Linked DNA regions of Danio rerio: region 2 is linked to region 1. A link is a contact called in public Hi-C data. All regions are on one chromosome and are shown on one strand. The core of a region is the stretch at or near the end of the contact, and the rest is flanking DNA. Distances in the headings are between cores, read along the strand shown. Region 1 holds the start of tor1l3 (torsin family 1 like 3). Region 2 overlaps plekhg5b (pleckstrin homology domain containing, family G (with RhoGef domain) member 5b).

What was found. A called contact is a pair of places that touch in the nucleus more often than the background predicts.
Region 2: a Hi-C map of an unstated tissue shows a contact between it and region 1, with 2.7 times the contacts expected there. The contact joins the enhancer-like site here to the promoter of tor1l3 in region 1. A contact is called at or near these places in 2 of 18 Hi-C or Micro-C datasets (caudal fin and an unstated tissue).

What each region holds. Positions count from the first base shown.
Region 1 is chr23:40,756,510-40,763,030 of GRCz12tu, reverse strand. tor1l3 (torsin family 1 like 3) reads left to right here and starts at 4,874. Exons shown (of 5, transcript NM_200856.1): 1 at 4,874-5,150; 2 at 6,507-6,521. The coding sequence starts at 4,976. plekhg5b (pleckstrin homology domain containing, family G (with RhoGef domain) member 5b) reads right to left here and starts at 747. Exons shown (of 23, transcript XM_017353688.4): 1 at 500-747.
Region 2 is chr23:40,798,285-40,804,564 of GRCz12tu, reverse strand. The region is part of intron 3 of plekhg5b (pleckstrin homology domain containing, family G (with RhoGef domain) member 5b); the gene reads right to left. Among named protein-coding and RNA genes, the nearest start is that of plekhg5b, 39 kb to the right of the region's middle. Within about 2 kb of position 1,349, at least 4 of the 62 cell types and tissues checked have an H3K27ac peak or open chromatin away from gene starts, as enhancers often do. A contact at or near this core is called in caudal fin, where this site is marked.

The sequences.
Region 1 (6,521 bases), core at 3,625-6,124:
TTAAACTTATGTTAAAATGACTTACAGCTTGCACAACTTAAAATATTAAGTTAGAACATGATTAAATTAGTTTAATAAGTCACAATTAACTAAAAACACATGCTGACATGATTAAAATCTTTTTTTACAGTGTAGTTTTACCTCTATAGCTGCAGACATTTGAGCCATTAAAAGTAACTTTGCAGAAAACTTATTAAAGTGAAATAAACAACTCAAGTTGTTTTTAAACATCCCTAGTCAGTGATGTACATAATATATCCACTGCATAATAAACACTGACCCAGATTGCTCATCTCAAAACAGGCCTGATTTGCCTAATAACTCCTTTGATCTCTCAGTATTCTGTTGCATTGTAAATTCAGTGTCGCTAAGCGCGCGTGCACGCTGTTTACGCACATCCATCGATTAACACACGAACAACAACATAACCAGTGCACTAACGAGATTGCTTGCATTTGCTTCAGTAGTTTTGCTAACATAAATTAAAACTCACTCTAACCTGTTGCATTGTAAAGCGTCATCGTCCACCCACAGAACCAAAATAAGCTAGTCCATTCAGCAGCAGCGGGACTTTAAATTCACTCCAATATCGCTTTCATCCCTTCAGCAAGATGCTGGATTTACTGCACCACCGCGGTCTGCTTTAAATCCATGTTTGGCGGGTCAGGAGTGGCGATTTTCAGCGTCAAAGTTTCTCGCTGCTTTGTCTGGGCTGCTCCCTCTACTCTGTTTCAGCCATGGAAAAGCGTTTTCCATTCATTCAAGTCACCTTTAGTCAAGAGATTCCTCTGCAGTGACTAATTCAGCCGCTAGAGGCGCCAATAAGAGACTGTTTTTATTAATTTTTTTAAATTGTGAAATGTGTATAAACACGTACATGACACTAAAATCATTTGAAAAAATAAAAAAGATAAAGTACTGCGGTATGTTACATTTATGTTACCTTTTTTATCTGGGAAATTATTGCTTTTTTTCAATAATAATATTAATAATAATAATAATAATTATTATTATTATTATATATATATATTCTTCTAGTTGATCATTTAGCCTCAGAAGTGGCTTATATGAAAGGCAAAGGCCTCTAGTTTATGCTTATTTTACCAAAATATTCATGCCTTGATTTTTAATTATTTTAGGACTGAAGGTCTGACTTTGCTTAGACAAAAGTCTTGTCACTTAACATAACTAATAAAAAAAATTAATAAGAAATCAAATTACTTATTAATAAATTCATCTGGAATAGCAAAGAAAGCATTCTTGCGGGATTGCCAGATTTCATCAAGAGTCTTTGGATTCACTGTTTCTCAATTCCAAGAACGCAGAGAACTGACTTGTGTTCCTGTGAAGACCAATCTTGCCAGGTCATCTCGGAAGAAGCAACTCAGGAGACCGCGAGAACAGAACGTGTGCTCTAAGAAATGAGATGCTGCGTTCTTCCTTGGTTCTTCCTGCTGGTCACATGACCTTTACGCGTTTTTAATGGAAAATTATTTCAACTTTATATACGCCTCCTTCATCTTACCCCAAACATGCTCAATAAAGTTCATGTCTGGTGACAGGGCTGGCCAATCCTGGAGCCTCTTGACCTTCTTTGCTTTCAGGAGCTTTTATGTGGAGGCTGAAGTATGAGAAGAAGCGCTATCCTGCTGAAGAATTTGCCCTCTCCTGTGGTTTGTAATGTAATGGGCAGCACAAATGTCGTGATACCTCAGGCTGTTGATGTTGCCATCCACTCTGCAGATCTCTCGCATGTCCCCAGACTGAATGTAACCGCAAACCATTTTTCCTTCACCAAAATTGACGGATTTCTGTGAGAATCTTTGATCCAACCAGGTTCCAATAGGTCTTCTGCAGTATTTGTGATGATTGGGATTCAGTTTAACAGATTATTCACCGGATTCAACCTACCTTCTGCCACTTTTTCAAATGATCAAGTAAAAGTCAAGTTATTATTTGTTACTTTAAAAATTATTTAATTGTTAGCCAGAACATATCTCACTAAGTAATTGTTTCCACATTGTGGAACAAACACATATACACTTATTCCTGACTTCACAGGAGAGCTGTTTAAACTGACAAACAATACATAGAAAAGCAAAATATCTGCTAAAACTTTTTAACTCTTTTTTTTTTTTTAAACTAACATTTTAAATTTTTCTAAAAATGTAAAAGTAATGCATTATTAACTTTAATATTAACTTAAAAAACTAATCTGATTACATAAATTACTTGTAATGCATTACTCTAACACTGCATTTCAGTGCATTTACACTCACCAGTGGTTTAGGAATTCAACTGCCCGAGGGAATTCAAGGGACCGGTTTATAAAAAAAATAATAATCTGAAAAAGCTTTAATGCCGTGTTTTGCTATCCAGGATTAACTGATCTATTTTACTTTTATGACATTTTTTAAAGGAACATTGGGTTGGATCACTGTGGATCAAATACCAAATTTCAGGATTACCAAAACCTGTTTACCAGAGCCTTAAATGATATGGAACCATCCCTATCTCATTGTTAGATGTGACATATTTCATGTAGGCTTCAAATATGAAGGAATTTATATACAGCATCATCAGTAATTTAGTTATTTGATTAAAAAATCCCAACTGAATGCGTCTTTTTGATGGGATCAATACAATCCTGTTTTTTATTTTCGTGTGTGTGTGTTTGCTTTTTTGGATCATATAGAACCCAATCTGTTCAAAGTTTGAATAGCCCATGGGGCAGGTTTAATCCAAATCAAACGTAATATTGGACTATGTGGTCTGATCTTAATTTAAAATCCCTCTGTTACTTTTGAAAAACCCCTTCCCAAGATTTGATCCATTCTGTGATCCAAAATTACTTTTGAAAATCTGGGCCCAGTTGTGCATTTCTGTACTGATTGATTAATCAGATGCATGAAAAGAAAGTTCAACATTCATCAAAACAAACAAACAAACAAACGAAAAATATTCAGAGTTTGTATTTCTCAGTTTTTGTTCATTTGAAATCATTCTTACTCAGTTTCAAAACATTTCAAATAAGTATATGCTTCCACACCGTACACAACAAACACATCTGTACTTATTCCTGATTTCACAGAAGAGCTGTCAGACAATATACACGAAAACAAAATAACTGGCACAACTTTTTAACTAACATTTTTATTTTTTTCTGACAATGAAAAAGAAAAGTGTAACTTCACTAGTTACTTAAAAAGTAATCTGATTACATAAGTTACTTGTAATGCATCAAACCAACACTGCATTTAAGTGCATTTATCCTCACCAGCAGTAATTTAGTAATTCATCTGCAGGCTATGTGAAAAAACTTGAACATACTTGAATATGTGGCTCCACCTGCTGGTCATCATATGAGTCTTCTTATGACCGCAAAATTTAAGCAAGTGAATGTACAGTTGAAGTCAGAACTAATAGCCCCCCCGAAATATTAGCCCCCCTGTTTATTTTTTCCCCAATTTCTGTTTAATGGAGAGAAGACACATTTCTAAACATAACAGTTTTAATAACTCATTTCTAATAACTGATTTTTTTTTTTTATCTTTGCCATAATGACAGTAAATAATATTTGACTAGATATTTTTGAAGACACTTCTATACAGCTTAAAGTGACATTTAAAGGCTTAACTAGGTTAATTAGGAAAGTTATTGTATATTGATGGTTTGTTCTGTAGACTATCAAAAAATATAGCTTAAAGGGGCTAATGATTTTGTCCTTAAAATTGTTCATAAAAAAATTAAACTGCTTTTATTCTAGCTGAAATGAAACAAATAAGATTTTAGGAAAAATATTATCAGACATACTGTGAACATTTCCTTGCTCTGTGAAACATTGGGAAACATTTAAAAAAGAAAAAAAAATGTAAGTTAATTCTGATTTAAACTGTAGGTCTGATACTTTTAAAACAGTTTTCAGGTTTAAATGTAGAAATTATGAAAAGATTGTTCATTAACATTTTTAGAGCAGCCTGGAAGTCTAGTTCCTAGCCAGGTTAGGTTTAATCAGATTAGATTAATTTTAGAAGGATAGTTCACTATTTAAGGGATAGTTCATTTACACACCAAACTCTCCATCAAATGATTCTGAAAACTAATTTAAAAAATCTGAAGATCAAAAGATCTAAAAATTGTTAGAAACCTGTAACCACTGACATCCAGAGTAGGAAAAATAAATGGGCTACTATGGACGTCGCTTGTTACAGGTTACCAAAATATCTTCTTTAATATAATTAATCAAAAAAAAAAAAAAAAAAAAGAAGGTAAATTGAATGATGACAGAATTATGCTTAATTTTGAGTAAACTATCCCTTTAATGGAATTATACACAAATTTACCAATACCAACCCATATTTTCCTGTTTTTTCTTGTTTTCTGCAAGAATTTATTCATTATTTAAATTGTATTTAATTATCTGAAAATAAGAAAGCAAACAGAACTATATCATTTTGTTATGACTTTAATTTATAAACTGTACTTGATTATTAAATGTCTTACCCTCTAGGTTATATCAAGCTTTTTTATTATTTCTTTGTTTGTTGCTCTCTCTCTCTCTCTCTTGTATCTTTTCTCATTGACAATGTAATTCATATTCCGTATTGCAAATAATGTTGATAAACATGTCAACCTTTTTTTTTTTTTTTGCAAATTAAAAAAAAAATCCCATTAATGGAATCAAATGTTGAGTTATTTCTATTAATTAGTGAAAGTAACTCATTTCAATTAATTTATTGCACTGCTCGATTTTACAGCATAGCCTCATGGAGATGTGTGTTTTGATTGGAGTGTTCTTTCAGCAATAAAGTGAAACCTGAGTGAAACTGAAAGCTGCAGTTAGTAAAAGCCCATCCGCTTGTTTTATAGGCTACAGTTGAGGAAGTACTACACTGATCTTAATCTGTCAGGTACAGGGTCCAACCTATTTCAAGAACAAGTATTGAACTAAGAAAGGAATAGAATTGCTTTCACGATGAAGGCACTGCATCTTTTACTTATTTTGGGGTCTGTCATTAGCATTGTGTCTACAGATAATGAGTCCATGGTTGTGGCTGGTGGGCTCATTATAACAACGTCTGTGGTTCTGGTTTCAGTAGTCATTTATTTTACTACTCAGCCGGAACCTTTACGGACTTTTAATCCTGCAGGTGAGTATACTCGTACAATATATGACCATTGACCACTTTATGTTTGAGTTTGCAAGAGATAAAAATAAAAATAAGTTGATAATTTCCAGTGATATTGTTGGTAAACAAACTAAAATTGAACGTGTTATGTACTGACAATTCCTGTTTTGACCGCTGTTAATAACCAAAGTTCGTTTGACTTTGAACGTTTGATAGTCGCAAATTTAGGGACCGTCTCTAACGAAAAGGGGTATATGCACACGGAATTTTAATGCAGCCCGAATGGCTTCTGGTGAACTGTCCTCTTTCTTTCTTTCTTTCTTTCTTTTTGTTTTTTTGATGAAAATATCTGCTTTCTTTTAAAATAAGTAATATTCACTCCCTAATAGCCCTACTGAAAAAATAAACAACTTAAACCAGCCAGGCTTGTTGGCTGGTTTTAGCTGGTCGACCAGTTTGGTTTTAGAGGGTTTAGCTGGTCAGGCTGGGAACTAGCCGGGAGCCCAGCCAAAACCAGCTAAGTCTAGCTTAAACCAGGCTGGTTTTAGTTGGTCATTTTCCAGCCTGACCAGCTAAGACCAGGCTGGAAATGACTGGAAACTTGCTTGAAAATGGCTAAACCCCCTCTAAAACTAGGCTGTTCGACCAGCTAAAAGTTGTTAAGCTGTTTTTTTTTCAGCAGGAAAATCGTTGATATAAAGTGGGTCTCATACTAGACAAGAAGCACTATTTTAAATTTCCCTCCCATCCCTTTAAAATATGAAAAGTTATTTTACCTCAGTATTTTAAATGGAGTTTCTGCGCCAGCTGCTGGTTCTGACAGCTCGTGTTTTCACATGGTTATCATCTCATTTTATTCTTAAACAACTAAATCAATTCTTAAGTTTATTTAACTGAATGTATTTTAAATTACATTACAACATTGATGCTGTAAAAAAACTTTAAATAGTCACATTAACCATTCACTGGAAGTTTAACGTTGGCTAAAAACACTTGCATTGAGAAGTGTTAGTCACAAACCCAACTATAACCGTGTTATATTTGAACAGATTTATTTGTCTTAATTATTCTTTATAATTTTATTTATATTTATATATTAATTGCAGTGAAACTAAAGTAAAAATGCATTTATTTTGTTACTTTTGAGTATACTACTTTTATATTGTATTATTGTATCACGTCATGTGCTGTTTTGAAAATTATATTGTAATTTGTTTTGAGGTTAAAGTGTGCCTTAAAACTTTTCTAGCGCCACAATAAGATAAACATTACCACATACAATGTAATTTGTTGTGACCTCAGATTTGGCAAAAGCAGCCATGTAAATTATCATTGCAAACTACACAGAAATAAAATTTATTTTTTTTCATATTCCAGGTCTGAAGTCAGATT
Region 2 (6,280 bases), core at 100-2,599, 45 kb before region 1:
AATATCTTCTTTTGTGTTCAACAGAAGAACGAAAATCATGAATGTTTAAAACCACATGAGGGAGAATAAATGAGGTCATTTTAATTTTGGGGTGAACTAACTAACCCTTTAAAAAGGTGAAAACATCTGCAAAAAACATCTGCAGATGTATATGCATTGTGTATGAATTATTTTGAGAGTAACAAAAAACCTTAAACATGTATAAAAAAAATAAAATAAAATAAATAAATAAATAAAAACTTATTTTATTTAAGGTTTACAATGCAAAACCAATTAGAGCCTCTCATAAAAAAGAGCTACTTAAAGACAGAAAAATATTACTTTACAAACTGTATTGTCAATAAATCCTATAAACACTGACATATTATTCATTAATGCTACTGAAATTAATATAAAAACTGAACAAAAATATATATTTATACACATTTACCCAAGTAAATACATAGATGCAATGATAGGCTAAAAAAACTAAATTTCTGCATGCCTACTGTACCAATAACATATACCCTACCTGACAAAAGTCCTAATTAATCTTGATGAACTCTGGGAGTCCTGCAAGAACGCTTTCTTTGCCATTCCAGATGACTTTTTTAAATAAGTTATCTGAGTCATTGCAGAGATGTATGGATGCAGTCCTCCAAGCTCATGAGAGTCATACACAATATTCATTCTTTTCCCACTGCATCATGACTTTATATTCTATACTGAATATCATTAATAAGTGAAAAGACAAAAAGTCAGACCTTACTGTCCTAATTAAATATTTAAAAATCAAGGCATGACCATATTTTATTTTGGTAAAATAAGCATAATCTAAAGGCCTTTGCCTTTCATATAAGCCACTTCCGATACCAAATGATCAACTAGTAGTCAAGTTATTATTTCTTGTTTCTAAAACTTTTGTAAGGTAGTGTACAATGAAAAAAGAAGCTATAGAGTGTTCATGAACTGCTTGTCACCGTCTAAACTAACTTATGCATTGCTTATGTAATGAAAAATCAAACCATTTAACTGTTAGTTCCATAACTGGAAAAAAGCAGACGTAAATGAGAAGCGACGGCCAAATGAGATGCATGTGTTTCATCGCTCGGCAGCTCGGAGATTAATAGTGGAACCAGGAACCAGAAAAAACCCTGAATTTATCTGGAAAGTGAGGCTTTCCCTGAAGATTGACGGATGAGCGGGAGGATTCATTAGGACAGGATGAGGTGTTATAGAGAAAGTGAGGGCCGTTATCTGATCTCTTCAGCTGTTTGTCTTTGGCGGGGTGGATTTCTTTCCCTGATGATCCGCACCTTGTCTAGTCCTGTCGGCCACTGAACAGTGAATAGAGGTAATTAGCTCTGAGTGATGAAGCACACGCTCAGACTGGCCCGTTTGCACTGGAAACACAAAATCCCACATCTGAAGATACAAGCTGTAGACTCCAGAGGCCCGTTACACACTTACTAATATCAGATACTACTGTTTAAAAGGAAAGCTCAAAGAAATACGCTCCTTCACTGCTCTCCTACAGTAAAAATATCTGTAAATTAGCAGTTTTCTGTATTTTGTGATTCATCTTTTTATTTTTCCCACATTTATATATGCTTTTGAATTGCATTAGGACTTTAATCTTTCTTCCAGCAACTTTTAACCTTGAAAAGTTTTAAACACGTGACTTTTATTTACATTTTTAATAGTTTAAAGTGATATATTGTCTGGGTTTGTGTAAATTATGGTACAAAAACTTTGTACTAAACTGCCAGTACATTTTCTGTTGTTTTATAGACTTATTTCACTATATATTATTTCTTAACATTATACTATTTCATACTAAAATGTCAATATAAGTCAATTTGTTAAATTGTAGAGTTGAATCTTCAACATCAGAAGTTGACAGAGCGGAAATCAACATCCCATAATGCAATTCACAACCGTAAATAAATAGAAAACACAAAATACGGAATTGAAAGCCAGTTATCAATACTTTGGTGTGTATATTTAAGTTTGGTCTTATTTTATAAAACATGCATGTCTGATTGCAGCTGAAGTGAAAAGTTCAAAACGTTAGACAAAACAAAAGTTATGGATGCATAATGTATATTTTATTATGTTTTTTAAAAATGTCCTTTGCAAAACCCGTTTTAGCCTAAAATTTACACAAAATCAAAGCTAAAAATCTGAACAAATTATATTCCAAATTTAAAGTTGATATCTCAAAAATATGAGCTTTCAGTAAGGTTTTGTTTGGCTGCAGTACCAAAGATGACCACCAGATGACATGCAGTTTCTATTGTTAGCCAAACAAGGGCACCGCCACTATGTTTAAGGAATATGAACAATGTTCTCTCGTACTTTTGACAATAGTTGTAAAGTAGACATACACTTCTTAAGTGGTAAGGGATGCTTGGTGGTATTTAATGCGAAAAAACATCTAAAATCCCCTAAAATCTTTACATGTGGATTGCTGTAGCAAAGTAATCAGGGTTTCAAGTAATCAAGTCAAATGTAAGACTTTTTAAGGCCACCAAGAAAGAAATTTTTAAGAATTGTATAGTGCTAAATACAACAGATTTAAATAGCCTAGCATAAAAAAAAATATTTTTACCTGTCCTATTAAAAAACCTATTAATTAATTAATTATTTCTTAGCCACATATTTTAAATAATGTGTCAAAACAAGCAAACCCTAGTTTTATACATTCTATTTTTTCAACATAACTCAAATAAAAAACTTTAAAAACTAGATGTATGCACAACAGACTCTTATAATATTAGTTATAAATAGAGATTTGCTAAAAGTTTTGCATTAATAGTGTTTAGATGCTTTGAATTGATTGGGTAGCTTTACATAAACAAAGAAAAATTAGGACCTGCTAAAAATGACTTAGGAGAAACTATGTCTTGTCTTTATTTGGAAAAATTCAAGTTTTCATTAAGAGACTCGGAGGGGAATTTTTTAAGGTGTGGCAACCTTTCAAAATTATGTGAAAAATCTCAAATAATTAGATTTTGCTGTACATATGGTATGTATGGTTATATGTTTGTAAAATGTATTTATTACATTTTTTTGTTTTTTATTTTTAATTATTGTTATTATTATTATTATTGTTTCTTTGTATTTGTATTTAAATCTACATGTACAATTGTATATTTGTTAATTTTTGGTGCTATGCCACTGTTGGATTGATATCGGTCTGGGGTTTGTTTTGTTCTTTCTCATTTGAAAAACTGAAAATCAATAAAAAATATCTAAAACAAAAATGATTTATGACAAACAAGACAATATTTCAGTGAATTTAAGACTTTAGGGGCTAAAATAGTTTTGAAATTTAAGACATTTTAAGACTTTTAAAGACCCGACAGACACCCTGATAGTGCTTGATCGCTCCGATGAGTATCCCTGTTGCATTAAACCATATCACTTAAAAATGACCAAAGAGTTTCAATAATTCTTTCTGTCTAAGGACTATACTCTCATTCCGGTAAAATAAATCATTGTGCCTGCTACAGCCATGGTACAGCAGCAAAGACTATTATAGTGAAACATCAAAACTCTTTGATAATTTTAGAACGCTTTCTTTGCCATTCCAGATGACTTTATTAATAAGTTATTTGAGTGATTGCAGAGATGAATGGATGCAGTCCTCCAAGCTCATGGGAGTCATACACAATGTTAATTCGTTTTCCACTGCAGACTTTCTATTCTATACTGGACATTATTTCTGTTCAGTGATGAGACTTTTGTCTGAGCAAAGTCAGACCTTACTGTCCTAACTAAATATTTAAAAAATAAAGGCATGATCACATTTTATCCATATAAGTGTAATCTAGAGGCCTTTGCCTTTCATATAAGCCACCTCTGATACCAAATGATCAACTAGAAGTCAAGTTATTATTTATTGTTTCTAAAACTTGGATATGTAACAAGACTTTTGTCATGTATAGTGTAGGAAAAAAAATCATACTTAATAAATACTCATAAGCTGGAAATGACATTGGGTGAATTTGTACATGAACTAAAGTGTTACCATTTTAATATATTAGTTAAGTAAAACATATTCAACACACACTCAAAACCTGATTTTGAGTCTGTGCCATACAATACGTCAGGTTATATCTCTGACAGCTAATCTTTAAGACTTACTATAATTACTTAAATGACAGATTTATAATAATAGGTTGCACAAACGCCACACCACAGCATTTTCACAACTGCTTAAAAGCAGTCCCTCTCAAAATTCAACTCCAGAAACACCAAGACATGCACTTAACCTAGTCTTGTCAGCACCACTCTAACACCAAACCATAAATAAAAACAATCCATTAGCTTGACTGGGTTTGCAGCACAAAATGAGGCAGAGGGTGATTCAGATATTTACACTGCTGTTTGTCATCAACCTCGCGCTCTTACAGGACCTAACAGGAAAGCCTCACCTCTACAAGTTGCACAATTAAAGGCAGCAACACTTACTAATGACAGAGTATAAAATTGTTTTTTAGTTTTACCTCAGGAAGAAAACAGCAGTAATAGTACGTCGTCAGGTTTTCTGTTTCTCATTCAGACACACGTAGGCGATGTAAAGAGTCTCTGCCGCCACATAGAGTTCAGTGTGTGTTACTACAGAAACCTGTCATGCTGCTTTTTTGACACATTTGGTTTTATTGTGTAAGGAATTTAAAATGAAGACTTTCGAACGTGTATATTTAGGGGTAGAGGAGAGATGGATACGTGAGGTGGCAGTGGGTAAATTCGCACAGGCTCACCAAAATTGGACAAAAGAAGATTGGAAAAACATTACCTGGTCTGATGAATCTCAATTTCTGCTGCGACATTTGTATGGTAGGATCAGAATTTAGCGTCAACAACATGAAAGCATGAATCCATCCTGCCTTGTATCAACAGTTCAGGCTGATGCTGGTGGTGTATGGGTGTGGGGGATATTTTCTTGGCAAACTTTGAGCCCATTAGTACCAGCCAACCCGAGTATTATTGCTGACCATGTCTATCCCTTTTAGACCATAGTGTACTCATCTTCTAATGGCTACTTCCAGCAGGATAACACTCCATTTCATATAGCGTCAATCATCTCAGACTTGTTTCCTGATTATGACAATGAGTTCACTGTACTCAAATGGCCTCCACAGTCACCAGACAGCAATCCAATAGAGCATATTTGGGATGTGGTGAAATGGGAGACTAGCAACATGGATGTGCAGCCGACAAATCTGCAGCAACTGCGTAATGTTATTGTCAATATGGACCAAAATCTCTAAGGAATATTTCCAGTACCTTGTTAAATCCATGCCATGGAGGATTAAGGCAGTTCTGAAGGCAAAAGAGGTCCAACGTAATACTGGTAAGGTGTACTGTACCTAATAAAGTGTCCAGTGAGTACAGTATGTGGAACTGAGCTTTTGCAAATACTTCTATTGAGCAAGAACTTCAATTGATCATAAATAACAAATAAGTTTTCTGAAGGGATCATGTGATGTGACTGTAATGATGCTGAAAAGTGCAGCTATAAATTAATCACAGGAAAATATTACATTTCAAAATTTATAAAAACAGGAAAATGCATTATTTTACAAGAGTAATTTTTTTTTTACAATATATTATTTTGCTAATACACTCTAAGAAAAAAAAGGTGCACGGTGGTACAAATAATGTTTCTGAAAGAACAGTTTTGTACCTTTGTATATGTTGTACCCTATATGGTACAGAAAAGACCTCTTTATGGTGCTGTTCTGTACATTTATGGTACAATTAAAATGAAGGTACACAATTGTTCTCATTTAAAAGGTACATAAGTGTTGGACAACTCTTTCTTTATTACAATGTCTATGAAAATAAATATTAATGGAAAGACAAAGTGATTTTATGAATAATTTCCATATTAAAACATGAATCATCATTTAACCTTCCTGTCGTGTTCTGGTCAAATCTGACTGATTTACAACTTAAAACACCCATAAATATTGCGTTTTACATCCAATTGTTATTATATCCTCATTATATCCTCTACACTATGCACTTGAACACATAAGCACCTTTTTCATTGAATTTAAAGTGTTTTAATCAACCTTTTTACACCTGAGGTGTTCCAGGTCAAAAGTGACCGCCATAGGAAATAAATGGGTCAACAGACAGAAATCATTCCCATACCCACCACCCCAACTCACTCACTCACGCATTTGAGACTGAACAATGTCTTTTGCAGGTACACATCACTTTTACATGCTTGTGTCGATCGTCCAGCCTGATCTCATAAAGAAACATAACTATTTTACGTTTTGTC